Linked DNA regions of Pan troglodytes: region 2 is linked to region 1. A link is a contact called in public Hi-C data. All regions are on one chromosome and are shown on one strand. The core of a region is the stretch at or near the end of the contact, and the rest is flanking DNA. Distances in the headings are between cores, read along the strand shown. Region 1 has its middle 66 kb from the start of IER5. Region 2 has its middle 19 kb from the start of ACBD6.

The links. Hi-C and Micro-C count contacts between places; a contact is called where the count stands out from the background.
Region 2: a Hi-C map of induced pluripotent stem cells shows a contact between it and region 1, with 5 times the contacts expected there. The contact joins two enhancer-like sites. A contact is called at or near these places in 3 of 7 Hi-C or Micro-C datasets (induced pluripotent stem cells and stem cell-derived neural progenitor cells) and 1 of 1 other capture datasets (stem cell-derived neural stem cells).

The regions. Positions count from the first base shown.
Region 1 is chr1:67,977,181-67,984,961 of NHGRI_mPanTro3-v2.0_pri, forward strand. No RefSeq gene overlaps it. Among named protein-coding and RNA genes, the nearest start is that of IER5, 66 kb to the right of the region's middle. Within about 2 kb of position 5,446, at least 10 of the 24 cell types and tissues checked have an H3K27ac peak or open chromatin away from gene starts, as enhancers often do. A contact at or near this core is called in induced pluripotent stem cells, where this site is marked.
Region 2 is chr1:68,598,333-68,605,897 of NHGRI_mPanTro3-v2.0_pri, forward strand. No RefSeq gene overlaps it. Among named protein-coding and RNA genes, the nearest start is that of ACBD6, 19 kb to the right of the region's middle. Within about 2 kb of position 3,394, at least 1 of the 24 cell types and tissues checked has an H3K27ac peak or open chromatin away from gene starts, as enhancers often do. A contact at or near this core is called in induced pluripotent stem cells, where this site is marked.

The sequences.
Region 1 (7,781 bases), core at 4,196-6,695:
CACATATGTTCTTTCCCATTCTACAGAAATGATAGCACACTTTTGCACACACTGTTCTGCACCTTATTTTTTCACTGTGAAGTGTATCTGGGAGGTTATTCCCATATCAGTACATAAAGAACTTCCTTCGAGGGCCGGGCAAGGTGGCTCATGCCTGTAATCCCAATGCTTTGGGAGGTCGAGGTGGGTGGATCATGAGGTCAGGAGTTCAAGACCAGCCTGGCCAACATGGTGAAACCCCATCTCTACTAAAAAAAAAATACAAAAATTAGCTACTCGGGAGGCTGACGCAGGAGAATAGCTTGAATACAGGAGGTGGAAGTTGCAGTGAGCTAAGATCATGCCATTGCACTCCAGCCTGGGACAGAGTGAGACTCCATCTCAAAACAAAACAAAACAAAACTTCCTTTTTTTTTTACTTGCATTAAAGATGAACTAATCTTAATTTTTTTAGAGCTGCATAGTATTACATTGCCTCAACATACAAGAACTGATTTAGTTGCTGCTTTTTTGATAGACATTTAAAAGGTATCCAGTCTTTTACTCTTTCAAACAATGTTGCAGTGAATAACTTGGTACATACTTCATTTTGTCCAAAAGTGACTAGGATAAATTGCTAGGAGTAGAAAGCTAAACAACAGGTGTGTGCATTTGTCATTTTTGTCACCTATATAGGCTGTATAGATTTAGTGTCCCATCGGCAACGTATAAGAGTTTCTGTTCTTCATACCTTCACCAACAGTATATAAACAAATTTTTAATCTTTTGTCAATTTGTTAAGTAAAAAATGATAAATCCTAACTCTGTTGTTTTATTTTACTATTTCTCTTACTATGAGTAACGTGAAGCAGCTTTGTATATGTTCATAAAACACTTCTGTTCCTTTTTCTACGAACTCTCTGTTCATACCTTTTGCAAATGTTCTTACTGTATAGTATGTCATTTTTCTTGTTGATGAAGAGAAGTTCATTACGCATTAGGAATATTAGGATAATTTTTCTGGTTTGACATTACTCTTCTGAATTGACTTTTGTTCTTTTTCCCATGCATAATTTTAATGCAATAGAAATTATTGTTTTTTTCTCTATGGCTTCTGTTTTTAGTGTCATACTTTGGAAGTTCTTCCCTGTTCCAACATGGTCATTAGATCCTTTTTTACTCTCCCAAACTTGTTTCTATCATTTTGAAACATTTCAATCACTGACTTCTCCTGGTATGTATCCTGATATAAGAAGTGAGATCTGAATCCAACTTAATTTTTTTCCAGATGGCTACCCAGTTGTCTCAACACCATTTATTGAATAATTCATTTCTTTTCCTGAATGATTTGAAATGCCATCATTATCAGAAGCTAAACTCCCAATAAGTTTTGGTCTATTTCTGGACTTCTTATCTCATTCCAACTCCAAGATGTCCTACACTATTTTATTTATTGTAGGTTTATAATATGCATTACAGTATATCTTGTAGGGCTCATTTCCCATTGATTTTCATTGCTTCTTTTTTCATATGAACTGTTAGGTTTCTTGGGATTTCTTTTAATTTATAGGTTAACTAAGGCAAAACTGATATTGACTATGATGTTGAGTCAGTTTTTGGCAAATTATATTTTCCCAGAAAAGTATCCAATATGTCGGGCTTTACAAAGTTGAAACTGACCACCCTCAGTTTCAATAATTTGCCAGGACTCACATAACTCACTAAAAGCTGTTACATTGTGGTTAATGGTTTATTATAGACAAAGGATACAGATTAAAATCAGGCAAGAGAAGAGGCACGTAGGGCAGACTCCAGGAAAGTTCCAAGCACAATGCTTCCAGTTGCCCTCGCCCTGCGAAGCCATGGAAAATGCTGCTTTCCCCGGCAGCAATGTGTGACAATACACACAGAGTACTGCCAAACAGAGAAGCTCACCTGAGCCTTTGTGTCCGGAGTTTTTATTGGGGCTCGAGAACACAGACATAATTGACTGTCCATGGGGCTGACCTTTCCTCTCTGGACCCACAGGAGGTAGAACAGATACCATGTGCCCCCAGCTCCCATCATAAATCACATGGGATTTGACTATCCAGGGTGGCCTAAGGCTCCCAGGTAGACAAAGATACTCTTATCAGGCAGGACATTCCAAGGGTCCAGAGCTTACCTTCCAGGAGCCAGGACAAAAGCCAAACCTCTCTTTGGGTAAGGTTAATTCTTAACTACATAAGTTTTTAAATTTTCTTACATGTAGTTGAGCAAAATAGTCCCTAAGGATTCTTTTAATTTCCTTTATCTGTAGTTATTGTCCCGTTGGTATTTCTTTTTTTCTTTTATTTTTTAAGAGCAGGGTCTTGCTCTGTCAACTAGGCAATAGCATGATCATAACTCACTGCAGCCTTGAACTCCTGGGCTCAAGTGATCCTTCTTCCTCTGCCTCCCAAGTAGCTGGAGCCACAGTCACACACCACCACACCTGGCTATTTTTTTTTAAATTTTTTTAGAGACAGCATCTCGCTGTGTTGCTCAGACTGATCTTGAACTCCTGAGCTCAAGTGATTCTCCCACCTCAGCCTCTCGAGTACCCCTTAGCATTTCTTATTTGTGCTTCCTCTTTTCTTTTCTCTCGAGAGGGTTAGCTGACAATTTAGAAATCTTACTGTTTTTTCAAAGAATTTTATTTTGAATATATTTATTATGTATCAGTTTATCAATTATAAAATATTTTTGTTTTTTAATTAATTGATTTCTGTTTTAACATTTATTAATTCCTTTCTGCTTTCTTGACATTTATTGCCTTTTTTCTAACTACTTCCATTGGATGCTTATTTCATTTTCTCATTCCTGTTTAATTTTTTATTAATTCATTATAAGACTATGCATATTAATCAGAGTTATCCAGAGAAACATAACTAATCGGATATCTATGTAGATATGTATTAAATTGTTATGAGGAATTGGCTCACACAATTATGGAGGATGAGAATTTGTAAGATCTGCAGTCAGCAACCTGGAGACCCAGGAGAACTGATGATGTCATTCCAGTCCAAGTCTGAGGGCCTGAGAACCACGATTGCTTATAATTTAAGTTCCAGTCCAAGTCTGAGTCTGAAGACAGGAGAAGATTGATGTTCCAGCTCAAAGATAGGTAGAGAGAGAGAGAGAAGATTCTCTTATTCTGCCTTTTTGATCCATTCAGGCCTTCAATGAATTGGAAGAGGCTCACCCACATCAGGAAGGGCAGTCTGCTTTACAATCTACCAATTCAAACACTAATCTCACATAGAAACACCCTCAGCCAGCATGGGGGCTCACACCTGTCATCCCAGCACTTTGAGAGGCTGAGGCAGGTGGATCGCTTGAGCCCAAGAGTTCAAGACCAGCCTGGCCAATGTGGCAAAAACCTCGTCTCTACTAAAAATAGAAAAATTAGCTGGATGTGGTGGTGCACACCTGTAATCCCAGCTACTCGGGAGGCTGAGGCATAAGAGTTGCTCAAACCTGGGAGGCAGAGGTTGCAGTGAGCCAAGATCATGCCACTGCACTCCAGCCTGGCTGACAGAGCAAGACTCCATCTCAAAAAATAATAATAATACAAAAATTAGCCAGGTATGGTGGCATGCCTGTGATCTCAGCTACTCAGGATGCTGAGGTGGGAGGATCACTTGAGCCCAAGAGGTGGAGGTTGCAGTAAGCCAAGATCATGCCACTGCACTCCAGCCTAGGTGACAGAGCAAGACCTTGTCTCAAAAAAATAATAATAATAATTTTTAAAAAGAAACACCCTCACAGACACACCCAGAATAATGTTTGACAAAATATCTGGGCACCCTGTGTCCCAGTCAAGTTGACACACAAAATGACCCATCACACTACGCATTTTCCTCTGGACACTGCTTTAACTGTACCTCCTAAGTTCTGGTAAGTGATGTTTTCATTATTGCTGTTTTACAGATAATCATTCCATCTTGAAAATGTCTTGTGGCTTACAGCAGGAATATTTTGCTACTAAATTTTGACCAACAAGTAGGTACAACGACTTGCCTTTTCATATGAGGTTGACCTGATTCTTATGAGGCCAATATGAAGGTGAACCAGAACCTTCTCAGGGCCCAGAAGTTGCTTTGAAAAAATTCTCTCAACACTTGAAAAACTCATTTAAATATCAATGGAAACACACACCTACCTGCCTAGATGGGTTTCTTAACAACCAAGGTCAAAAGTTTCCCTATTGGATCTTGAATCTAAGAGGAAAAAAAGAAACCAACTCTTTCTCATTCAAATGTTCATAAATAATAATATTATTAACAATAATTATAATAGCTACCATAAGGCTGGGCACGGTGGCTCACACCTGTAATCCTAGCATGCCTGTAATTCTAGCATTTTGGGAGGCCGAGGCAGGTAGATCACCTGAGGTCAGGAGTTCGAGACCAGCCTGGCCAACATGGTGAAATCCCGTCTCTACTAAAACTACAAAAATCAGCTGGGGGTGGTAGTCGGTGCCTGTAATCCCATCTACTTGAGAGGTAGAGGCAGGAGAATTGCTTGAACCCAGGAGGCAGAGGTTGCAGTGAGCCGAGATTGTGCCACTGTACTCCAGCCCGGGCAACAGAGTGAGACTCCATCTCAAAAACAAAACAAAACAAAACAAAAAAATAGCTACCATAATGCCATCTGATGTATGTTTTCAGTGCTTTACATATGTCATCTTATTTACATTTTACAACAGTTCTAAGATGGAAATATCACTCTACGTTTTAAAGATGAGAAAACCAGGCTTCGAAGGGGTTACATAACTTACTTAGGATCACACTTCTTTCTAAGTGGAGAAGCTAGGATGTCACACCAGCTCCGATTTAAAACCTGTGTATTTTTTCAGGATAATACCTTGCCTCTTTTGCACACTCCTCTGCCCTGACTTACAGCAATAAGATGGTTCTGCCTCCCATGACAAAACTTATTTTCTAGGCAGAGCAAGTACGTCTGCTGTGGTCCACTCTCAATTAGGTAGAAGTCCAGCCTGGAATTGTGGCACTGCAATGCAGCAGGCCACCTGGCCACAGAAGGCCTTTGCCTGTAGAAGCCATATGGATGAAGAAGACTCTGAGCCAAGCGCTAATGCAGAGAAAGGGGATGGAACAGGGGTGGGGGCTGGGGAAGGAGGGAGCTGGCACAGCTGCTTCCGAAGGGGACGTCATGATGGGCCATCAGTACTGACCACTAAGCCTGAATGTGCTGGACACACCAGTCACCCATGCCAAGCCCATTAAGTTCATCTCAGCTGTCTGGCAACTGCCCTCTAATGAAACAAGCCAACAACTTCCTATATTTGAGGTTTCAGTTAGTGTCGTTGGCCAAGTTTCAGTGGGAACCAGAGAAGACGACCACACGGGGGCTGTAGGCCCTGAGCGCAGCAGCCCAAGCCGACCTCAGAGCGCCTGCCAGCTGGGCAGATTATCAGCGTCCTGCTGCAGAGAGATAAGGAACGTTCTGATCCAGCCCCGAGAAGTGCAGGGCTTTATATAGCAGCTTGAGTAGGCTGCAAGGGAATGTCCTGGCCGAAGGCTTCTCCGTAGCCAAGAGAGAGGGGAGTGGGTGGAGAGGAAGGCGGGAGCTTTATAAATAACCCGATGTGTGCTGATCTGCTCAGCGGCCTTGTCTTAGCAAAGCCTGAGGCCTGGGGGAGGAGAGGGACATTTACAGATGACTTTTATTTTCTTTATCACTTGTCTATATTTTCTAAGTTTTCTACGATGAACTTGAACTCCTTTTATAATCAGCAAGTATGAATACAATTTTAAGAAAGCAAAAAAGAGAGGCATAAAAAGAATTCCTTTGGTTGGAGATTTTAGTGACCATCTTTACCCACTCAGAGGTTCCCAAACAAGCCCCAGTGCTCTCCTCCCTTCTCTGGTCTCTCCCATTGGGCCCCCTGGGGTGCCTGTACTCACCTATGATGCAGGATCTGACCAGTTTTCTTAGCTCCTCCCGGGTTCCCGCATTCCCCATACTCTCCCCCTGCTCCCACTAATCCAAATGTGGCTGTCCTTGGCCTTATTGTTTTTAAAAAAGGTGTCCAGATCCCTCATCTCTGCTAGGGTACATAAGGGTTACTTGGGTATGTCCCCTGTGCCTGCTACACTAGCTTAATAATGGGTAAAAAGCCATGGAGTCCCTGTACAGAGTGTGGTTTACTCTCTGTGCCTCAGGGTCCCTTTTCTATAAAATGGTGATAATAAGACCACCTACTTCATAGAGGTCACATTAAGATTAAAATAAGACAGTGGATGTAAACTGGCTGACACATTGGAAATGGCCAATTAAATATTAACTAATTACCACTCCACTGAGCATCCCTCCTCACACTCAGGCCCTGAATGACCACACCTACCAAATGTGACCAGACAGATTTTCACTGTTTCCAAAAATAACTCCTCCCAGGAGGTGTGAAGATTCACCACTGCAACTCTGGCACTGATTCAAAGCAGGAGTTCCAAAAATGTTTTGCGAGGTGACAGGCTCCCAGAATCACAGTCAGCCTTCACAGTGCCCCTTATACGGCTGCAATCCTCATTTGGATGTGTGAGTCATGGTAGGGCTACCACATAAACAGATAAATGAATAAACATGTTGTGACTTTGTAGTAACGACCTCATGTAAGCTAAGTTCAGCTCATGACTCTGGGGCAATTTTTAGGACACAAAAGTAGATAAAATATCAACCGATTCCTATTTTTTGAGCAAGCGCTATGTACAAAAAGGCACGGCGCTAAAATGCAAAAATGGAACATTTTAAAAAGATGAAAGCTTCTGCTTGGAAAGAGATTACACCCTAATCGAGGAAGTAAAATGCAGATACAGGAATAGAAAGCACACTCAGCAAAGCAAGATATGATCCATGGAGGTGATAAGGTGGAGAGTTCAGAAGAGCACGCCTGCTGGGTTCTGGAGGTCAAAGCAGCCTCGTGGAGGAAATTAATACCCTTGATAAGTGGATGCCAGGCCTTGTAGAATTCTGATGCAATCAGGATAGAGTCTGAGAGAAAGGGTCTCACATGTCAATGTCAACAAAGCATGGTGCTAGGTACTCATATAAGTACATCATCTTTTTTTGATCTTGACAAGAATCTAGTGTGATGTTACCATTCCCATTTCACAGATAAGAAGACAGTGGCTCAGAGAAGCTCAGAGAGGTTAAGTTATATGCCCAAGGTCATTCACAGCAGAGGCAGGATTCAAACCAGGTTCTACCCAGCTCCACAGTCCATATTCTGGCTTCTACCATCTGGCACTGCTATGGCCTCCCTTAAATCTGGCTCCCAGAACAGACTTGGGCTGTCTGTGACCAGGAGCAGGGCTTTCATTCCATGGCTGTGGCCTTTTAGTAGAGAGGACACTGCCCAGTGTGGCTGACAAATTCTTTGGCAATATATTGACCTTACATTGCCTGCCAGTAACATGGGATAAGGTGTAACAACTTCTAAGCCTAGATCAAAGTCATAATTTTGATCACAGGTTACAATTTTGTATATTTAATCCCCTGCTTCTACTTTGTAGTATTTTTGTCAGTTCAGCAATTCACCTCTTTTATCACCACTACAATCTATAATAAGCACATGGACTTTTCAGGAATGACATAGGAATAAGATAGAAATAAGCTTTCAGAGGTGACCTTTGCCCCCAATTTTCAGTCACGTGGACTTGGAGGATTTTTGTGATATAACAAATAGCACCTGTTGGTTAGCATTGGAAAAGTCCCCAGATGCATCTGGGAGCAGCCAACATCAGCACCAAGATATTGCT
Region 2 (7,565 bases), core at 2,144-4,643, 620 kb after region 1:
CGGTGTTTCCACAATGAATAGCAAAGGCAGGAGGCCTCAGAAGCAAACTGGACTTGGTAACATCCAGGTTACAATTACATTCGTAACTGAAACAGGAAGAAGAAATCAGGAAATACCATTAGTTGTTGAACGAATCAACCCAGAGCTGAAAGTTGGTAAGAAGGCTTTCTCAGGTCCTTTGCCTAACAGCAGTTTATCCCTTACTGAGTAAGTTAGGTGACTCACCTGGAGTAGCTCTAGCACGTTCTAATTAGTCTGTACCTGTCCAGTTTACGAGGCCAGCATCGCCAAGTGTCAGATGTTGCTCCATGCACTCATACTTCTCCTGTCTGTGACAGGAGTGTTTCCCCAGGTGGCCAGCCTCAGGTCTAAGCAAGGAGGCAAATTAATAATAGCACAACAATGATTTGGCTCCAAATGAGGAAGGATTTCTAAGATGGCTCACAACTGCTGTTGTGTTGTGTCCAGGGCAGCAGTGACCCTTCCTTGACTGGCTTCTCCAGCACCTACCAATGAAATAATTCACAAAGCCCCTCAGATGATGAACCAGCCACTGTGGCCACTACCCTCATGATTGACTTCCCTCTAGGGCAGTGCCCTTGCACATATGGGCTTCCTTTGCCTGGGGCTGGGGGCAGGGCCCACCCTCATAATACAGGCAGGAGCAGGGCCTTGCTATTCTCAGGCTCTCACCTCATGATGTGGTACTGTTGAGTCTCCTTACTCTGCCTGCGATGTCTTCTGGAAGGTAAGCAGCTCTGCTAAGGGCAGGAGTGAACTGCTATCACTCATTTTTTCCTACCTCTTTCAATGAACCCAGTCCACCCTCACACGTGGCTGGAAAGCCTTTGCAGGCCTCTGTCCTAAGTCTTTAGAATCTCTCCAGACCCTCTCCCACTTGCTCACTCTGCCAGTCATTAGTCATTCTCAGCTTTCCCATCAGTCACCTCTGCTTTCCTACCCATCCTCCTCCCTACTTCTGATTCCACATGTCAGCTTCTGTCCTTCATATTAGGAACTCATTTCTCTGGCTCGAACTCCAGCACCCGTTTGGACAGAGTCCCAGCTTTCCTCCACCTCAAACACTTAGGGGTGGACTGAAGCCTTTAAAACCTCTAAGCGATGAAATATGTAAACTATACATTTTACATTATAAATTATAAAATAAATATAAACCCCAGCAAATTAAATGATGACCCTTTAAATGCTTTCTTAACTGTCAAAAGCTCCTCCTGCTCAAATATTTTGGAGGCCTGATTTTCTGATACCAAAAGCCCATGCTTACCCTGCCCACTGGTGATGGGTGCATGTTCCTCTCTAGCCCCATGCTCAGCTGACCACAGGCACCTGTAAGGACTAACCAGCTGGGCTGCCCTGTTCAGCCTTCCTTGTGGAGTGAGGGGTCAGTCCAGCTTGTGGGTTCACCACATACCTTGCTCCTAGCTCATTCCCCTAGCAAAGCCACCTCTTCTCTTCCTTCCCATCCGCCCAAGACAGTGTGACAATACGTGTATCTGTTTTGTCCCTTCAACTCATTCTCATTGACTTGATTGCTACTCATTGGTTTTGCAACAAAGACGACTAAAACCCCTGGTGGTAGGCATTACAGTAGAGGTATGTATTGACTTAACAGTCCCTCCTCCAGCCAGGCCCAACATGATGCTAGGAATAGAGAGAGCAATTTGAGCAACAGGCTGAGACAATGGTTCTGAATCCAAGCAAATTTACATGGGTCACCAGAACATCCATCATTTCTCACTACAGGTACCTGAATGCCAGCGGAGAAGGTTATGAATAATTTATTATCTAATTGATTGACTAAAAGGCCATGAGAGGAATAACAGGCATGCCCAGGAGGCTGCTCACTCTCTCCTTCCCTTCCTCCCTCCTTTGTTCTCTGTCTCCCTCTCCCCAACCTTTCTCTTTCTTTTTTTTTCAAAGTGAATTCAAACCTGGGCCTACTTTTTATGCATAACTCAAAATCTTTATCTCATGACTTCATTCTTTGTGGCACAATCCTCCCTAAACTCCTTCTCACACCTTCCTTTGAACCAAGTGGAACAGTTGTACCACTTACGGCTCTGTCTTTACTTTTGAATAATTGCCATTGCAGGCAGTTTTCTCATCATAACTTAGAGAGGATTTAGAGACTTTTACCCAAGAAGAGAGAATTTGATTGCATCACAACAAAAGAGGTCCTCAGATGGACAATGGGGCATGGATCAGATGGAGGAAACAAAACATACAGGCCTGAGCAGTGTGTGTTTTCTAGGGCTGCTGTAACAAAGAACCACAGACTAAGGGGCTTAAAACAAGAGACATTTATTGTCTTACAGTTCAAATGGCTAGAAGTCCAAAACCAAGATGTTGGCAGGGCCATGCTCAAACTGAAATGCGGAGGAGAGAATCCTTCCTTGCCTCTTCTGGCTACTGGTGGTTCGCTGGCAGTCCTTAGCATTCTTTGGCTAGCAGCTGCACCACCTCAATCTCTGCTTGCATTGTCACATGGTGTTCTCTCTGTGCGTCTCTCTTCACCTGGCCACCTCCTTATAAGGACATCTCCTTATACAGTGGCACCTTCTTAGGGCCCACCATAATCCAGTATGACCTCATCCTAATTAATTACATTTGCAGTGACCTTATTTCCACATCAGGTCACATTCTCAGGTACAGGGATCAGGACTTCAACATATTTTTTTTGTGGGGGGGTGGGGACAAAATCCAACCCATAACAAGAAACATGCCTATTCTGAGAATGGCCAGTAGTTCCATTTGGCTGGAAAGTTGGGCATGACTAGAGTGTAGTGGGAGAGGAAAACAATCTAGCAACTAAAATAATGGGAAAGCAAAGCTGTGGACTTATTAGCTTAGTTTACTGTGGTGAAGGTCTCTGCATCTCTCATTCCAGTCCAATAGCTTGCAATTTTTTGCCATTGGTCGAGAGAAAGATAGAGAACTACCATGCAGGTGAGTCAATAATGTCTTCTCTATCTGTCATTCATTCATGTATTTATTCAATAATATTTATTGAGCACCATGTGCCAGAAACCATGCCAAGCAATAGGGATTCAGTGGCAAACCAGACAGACATGACTTCTGTTCTCCTAGAAAAACAGCTCAAAGTATGGTTTCACTTGTCTTCAGTCATGACCTTCCTTATCAACATGTAACAATGTCTAGAAGGAATTCCAAGGTAGATTAATTAAAAATAGACGGGTGGCAAAGTTGTGAAACAAAACAGGAAATCATTTTAAAAGCAGAAAATAAGTAGACATATCCCCAGGCGAACGACAAGCCTGTGCAAAGTTCTTTCTATGTCAAAGCCAGTGTCCTTTACGGTATCAGATAACTAACTCCTCCAAATTGCTAAGGCATGCTCGTCATTCCCGTCATTCCCGTAATGCAAATAGAAAAGCCTCACGTAACCCTGCCAGAAGGTGACAGTGTAACACATTGCCCAGTCCTCAACCAGTAGCTGAAGATCAAGGGGCACAGTGGGAAGTACATAGCTTCTTCTCCCATGCATTAAGGTTAAGTGATCATGCCTGGACAAGCACCATGGATTGGAAGAAAGCCTTTGACTGGAATCTGGTCAGCACACTTGTTGATAAATTGCAAAATATCTCATGTTTCCGTGGAAAACAGGGCACTACTGACATGTGGCTCAGTGTAATTATAGTCACTAAAGTTAATATTTTCCATAAACCATAGATGGTCTCTGAATTGGGCTACATTTGCAGAAATTGTGCTGTAGTCCTTGAAAACACCGCATGGAATTACCTTTCAAAGTAATAATGTGCATGAGGTATCTCACCTCTTATTATTCAGCAAGTGATCCTATCCCGGCAGGGAGTTTTCCATTAAATAATATATGTTTATACAAAAAGGAGGGAAGAAGGAAGAGAAAAGAAAAAGAACGTCCCTAATGACATTCACAAATACTCTGGCTTTCCTCTCTTTCCAGGAATGTAGTAAGACTGCACGTCACTGCCCCCTTTGAAGTTAGGTTTGACCATGTGACTCACTTTGACTGATGAAATGTGTGCAGAAGTGACCTAAGTCCTACCTGAGTGAAAGCTTTAAGAGCCACAATATGCTACATTCTCCTTTACTGCTGCCTTCGAAATTGTGTGAGCAGATGTCAAGATGGGTCTTGTCAGCATGCTTCCCCCAGTGATGCTGACGAGCAGAGCAACAGAGTGCAAGCAAAAATAAAAGATTTGCTGGGTGCGGTGGCTCACACCTGTAATCCCAAATTACAGGCAAATTATGCCTGTAATTTGCTGGGATTGGGAGGGCAAGGTGGGCAGATCACCTGAGGTCAGGAGTTCAAGACCAGCCTGGCCAACATGGTGAAACCCCGTCTCTACTAAAAATACAAAAAATTAGCCAGATGTGGTGGCAGGTGCCTGTAATCCCAGCTACTCGGGAGGCTGAGGCAGGATAATCGCTTGAATCCGGGAGGCGGAGGTTGCAGCAAGCTGAGATTGCACCATTATACTCCAGCCTGGGAGACACAGCAAAACTCTTTCTCAAAAAAAATAAAATAAAATAAAATAAATAAAATAAAATAAAATAAAAGATTTGTGGGGCTAAGCAATTGAAGTTTTGGGTTTTTTGTTGTTGTTGCTGTTGTTGCTGCCACATAACCTGTCCTGTCCTGACTAAAATTGACAGTGAATTCTGCATGTTAACTCCTATGGACCAACTAACCAACACCGTCAGTGTTAATGAGACAGAGTTATCAGATGCATGAAAGGGGCTCCCTAGAGCAGGTTCTCCTGGGTATTCACCTGCCAGGGCAGATCTGTCAGGAAGGCCAAGGTTGGGCTCCAGAGAGGCTGTACAGGTTTTAGTAGGAAGTACTAGAACACATTTATTTTAACTACTCAGTTGTAATGGATGCATTGGATAACTATGAAATACTTTGATATGTAGAATGATAATACAATTTCATTCTAGCCAATACTGAGCAATAAAGTCCTGAGAATATTATGAAGAGCAAAGGGATAAAGGAAAAAGGAAAAAGAAAAACAAGTCAGCAGAATGCCATTTTAATAGATGGATTGTAGTCATCAAATTAAATTAATGTCAAAGTCATCCATCCTTCACGTTCTCAATTATTTTAACTAAGCCAAAATTCTACTCCAACACTTCGACAATAACTTTCATAGCTACCTAAAATTACTTCCAGGGGGCCAGGAGTGGTGGTGCATGCTTGTAGTCCCAGTTATTTGGGAGGCTGAGACAGGAGGATTGCTTGAGCACAGGGGTTCGAGGCTCCAGTGAGCTATGATAGTGGCACTGCACTCCAGCCTGGGTGACAGGGTAAGACCCGGTCTCAATCAACAAATAAAGAACTTCCAGGGGGAAGGCAGGGTACAAATGAAAGACCAGACTAAAACTATTTCTTTATCCTCGGAAAACTAGAGGTTTATTCTACTATGGCTTTATCAATTCACTGCTCATTTTTCCTTTTCCCTCCCAGCTTCCCAATCAATTCATTTTACCCTAAACCACTGTCCTGCAAGTGCGCCCTAATGGCTTTCTCACATGCCTTCACTCACCTGCCAAATGCCCATCTCTCTCACTTTTTTCTATTCAAATCTCACCATCCCTCTGGGCTAGCTCCCATCTCCAGGAAGCACTGGCCTCTCTCTCAACTCCAGGCCTCACAGATGTTTCCTGTTTCCTGAATTCCTGAGGCAGCAACAATTCTGAGCACACGATTTAGTGCTGACTTACATAACGGTTCTCTCTCTTTCATGTGTGACAGTCCTGTCTCTCAATCACTCTACGGCAGGGACCCCAGCCCTGAGCCCTGCTCCTGTGAGCTCCTGAGCTCTGTCCCAGATCAGCAGTGGTATTAGATTGTCATAGGACCACAAGCCCTATTGTGAAGTGCAAGGGATCTAGGTTGCACGCTCCTTATGAGAATCTAACGCCTGATGATCTGAGGTGGAACAGTTCATCCTGAAACCACCTGCCCTCTTGTCTTCCACAAAATCCATCCCTGGTGCCAAAAAGGTTGGGGACTACTGCTATATGCATCTGTGCACACCTCAAGAATTCTCTTCCTTTTCCAACTCTTCTTTCTCAGTCTTCTCTCTTCATAAACAACTCACCCTGTACCATGCATTGAAATGCAACAGGAAACAGACCTTACTATTAAAGAGGGCATGACGGCTGGGCGCGGTGGCTAATGCCTGTAATCCCAGCACTTTCCGAGGCCGAGGGGGGCAGATCATGAGGTCAAGAGATCGAGACCATCCTGGCCAACATGGTGAAACCTCATCTCTACTAAAAATACAAAAATTAGCTGAGTGTGGTGGTGCACGCTTGTAGTCCCAGCTACTCAGGAGGCTGAGGCAGAAGAATCGCTTGAACCCGGGAGGCAGAGGTTGCAGTGAGCCGAGATCATGCCACTGCACTCCAGCCTGGTAACAGAGCAAGACTCCGTCAAAAAAAAAAAAAAAAAAAAAAAAGAGCATGACAACATAATGTACTCAAAATAATTCAAATATTACCTTTACTTATGATAGATAACATGCCCTTTCATAAAAGTATGATCTATGTAAGATGACTATCACATGGAAGCTATTTCACTGTTTAAAAGCAAGAAAAAGGCTGGTCCAAGTGCAGTGGTGTTTACAACTAATGGATCGCACAATCAGTTACAGATTTCTTTGTTCCTTCTCCACTCCCACTGCTTCACTTGACTAGGCTTAAAAAAATAATAAAAATGAAAGCAAGAAAAGAACAAACTACTTATTTAGGATAAAATATCACAAATACACTTTATTTCTATCTTCTGGATATTTTATATGAAATTATGTCTCTTTGAAACATTTTTAAAACATGCCAATTAAAAAGAAATTTGGGGAGCCTTTCACTGATATGTTATGCTTTTATTATATTAAGTACAAATATAGGCTCAATATATTAGTTATATTAAGTATAAACATAGACTCCATGCCTTTGATGCTTTTATATACTCATAGACTCAGAAGTGGTAATTAACATGTGGGCAATTGTCAATAAATTCTTGCTGATTATTCACCTTCCATACAAAGTGATTTTTTTCACCAAGTCTTTTCAAAAAGCTCTGGCTTTCATATGCTAGCTTTTACTGACGCTGTATATGTGATGTGATGTGTGTGTGTGTGTATATATATATATATATATAAGTCATATGTAATTTGTGTTTGTGTGTATTTATTTATTTATTTTGGGACAGGGTCTTGCTCTGTCACCCAGGCTGGAGTGCAGTGGCACAATCGCAGCTCGCTGCAGCCTCAACCTCCTGGGACTCAAGCAATCCCTCCCACCTCAGCCTCCTGAGTAGCTGGAACCACAGGTGCGTGCCACCATTCCTGGCTAATTTTTTGGATTTTTTTGTAGAGAGGGGTCTTGCCATGTTTCCCAGGCTGTTCTCAACTCTTGGGGTCAAGCAGTCCACTTGCCTCGACCTCCCAAAGTGCTGGGATTACAGGCATGAGCCACTGCATCTGGCCATTTATTTTTATTTGAAAAAATATAGTTTTTTTGAGACAGGGTCTTGCTCT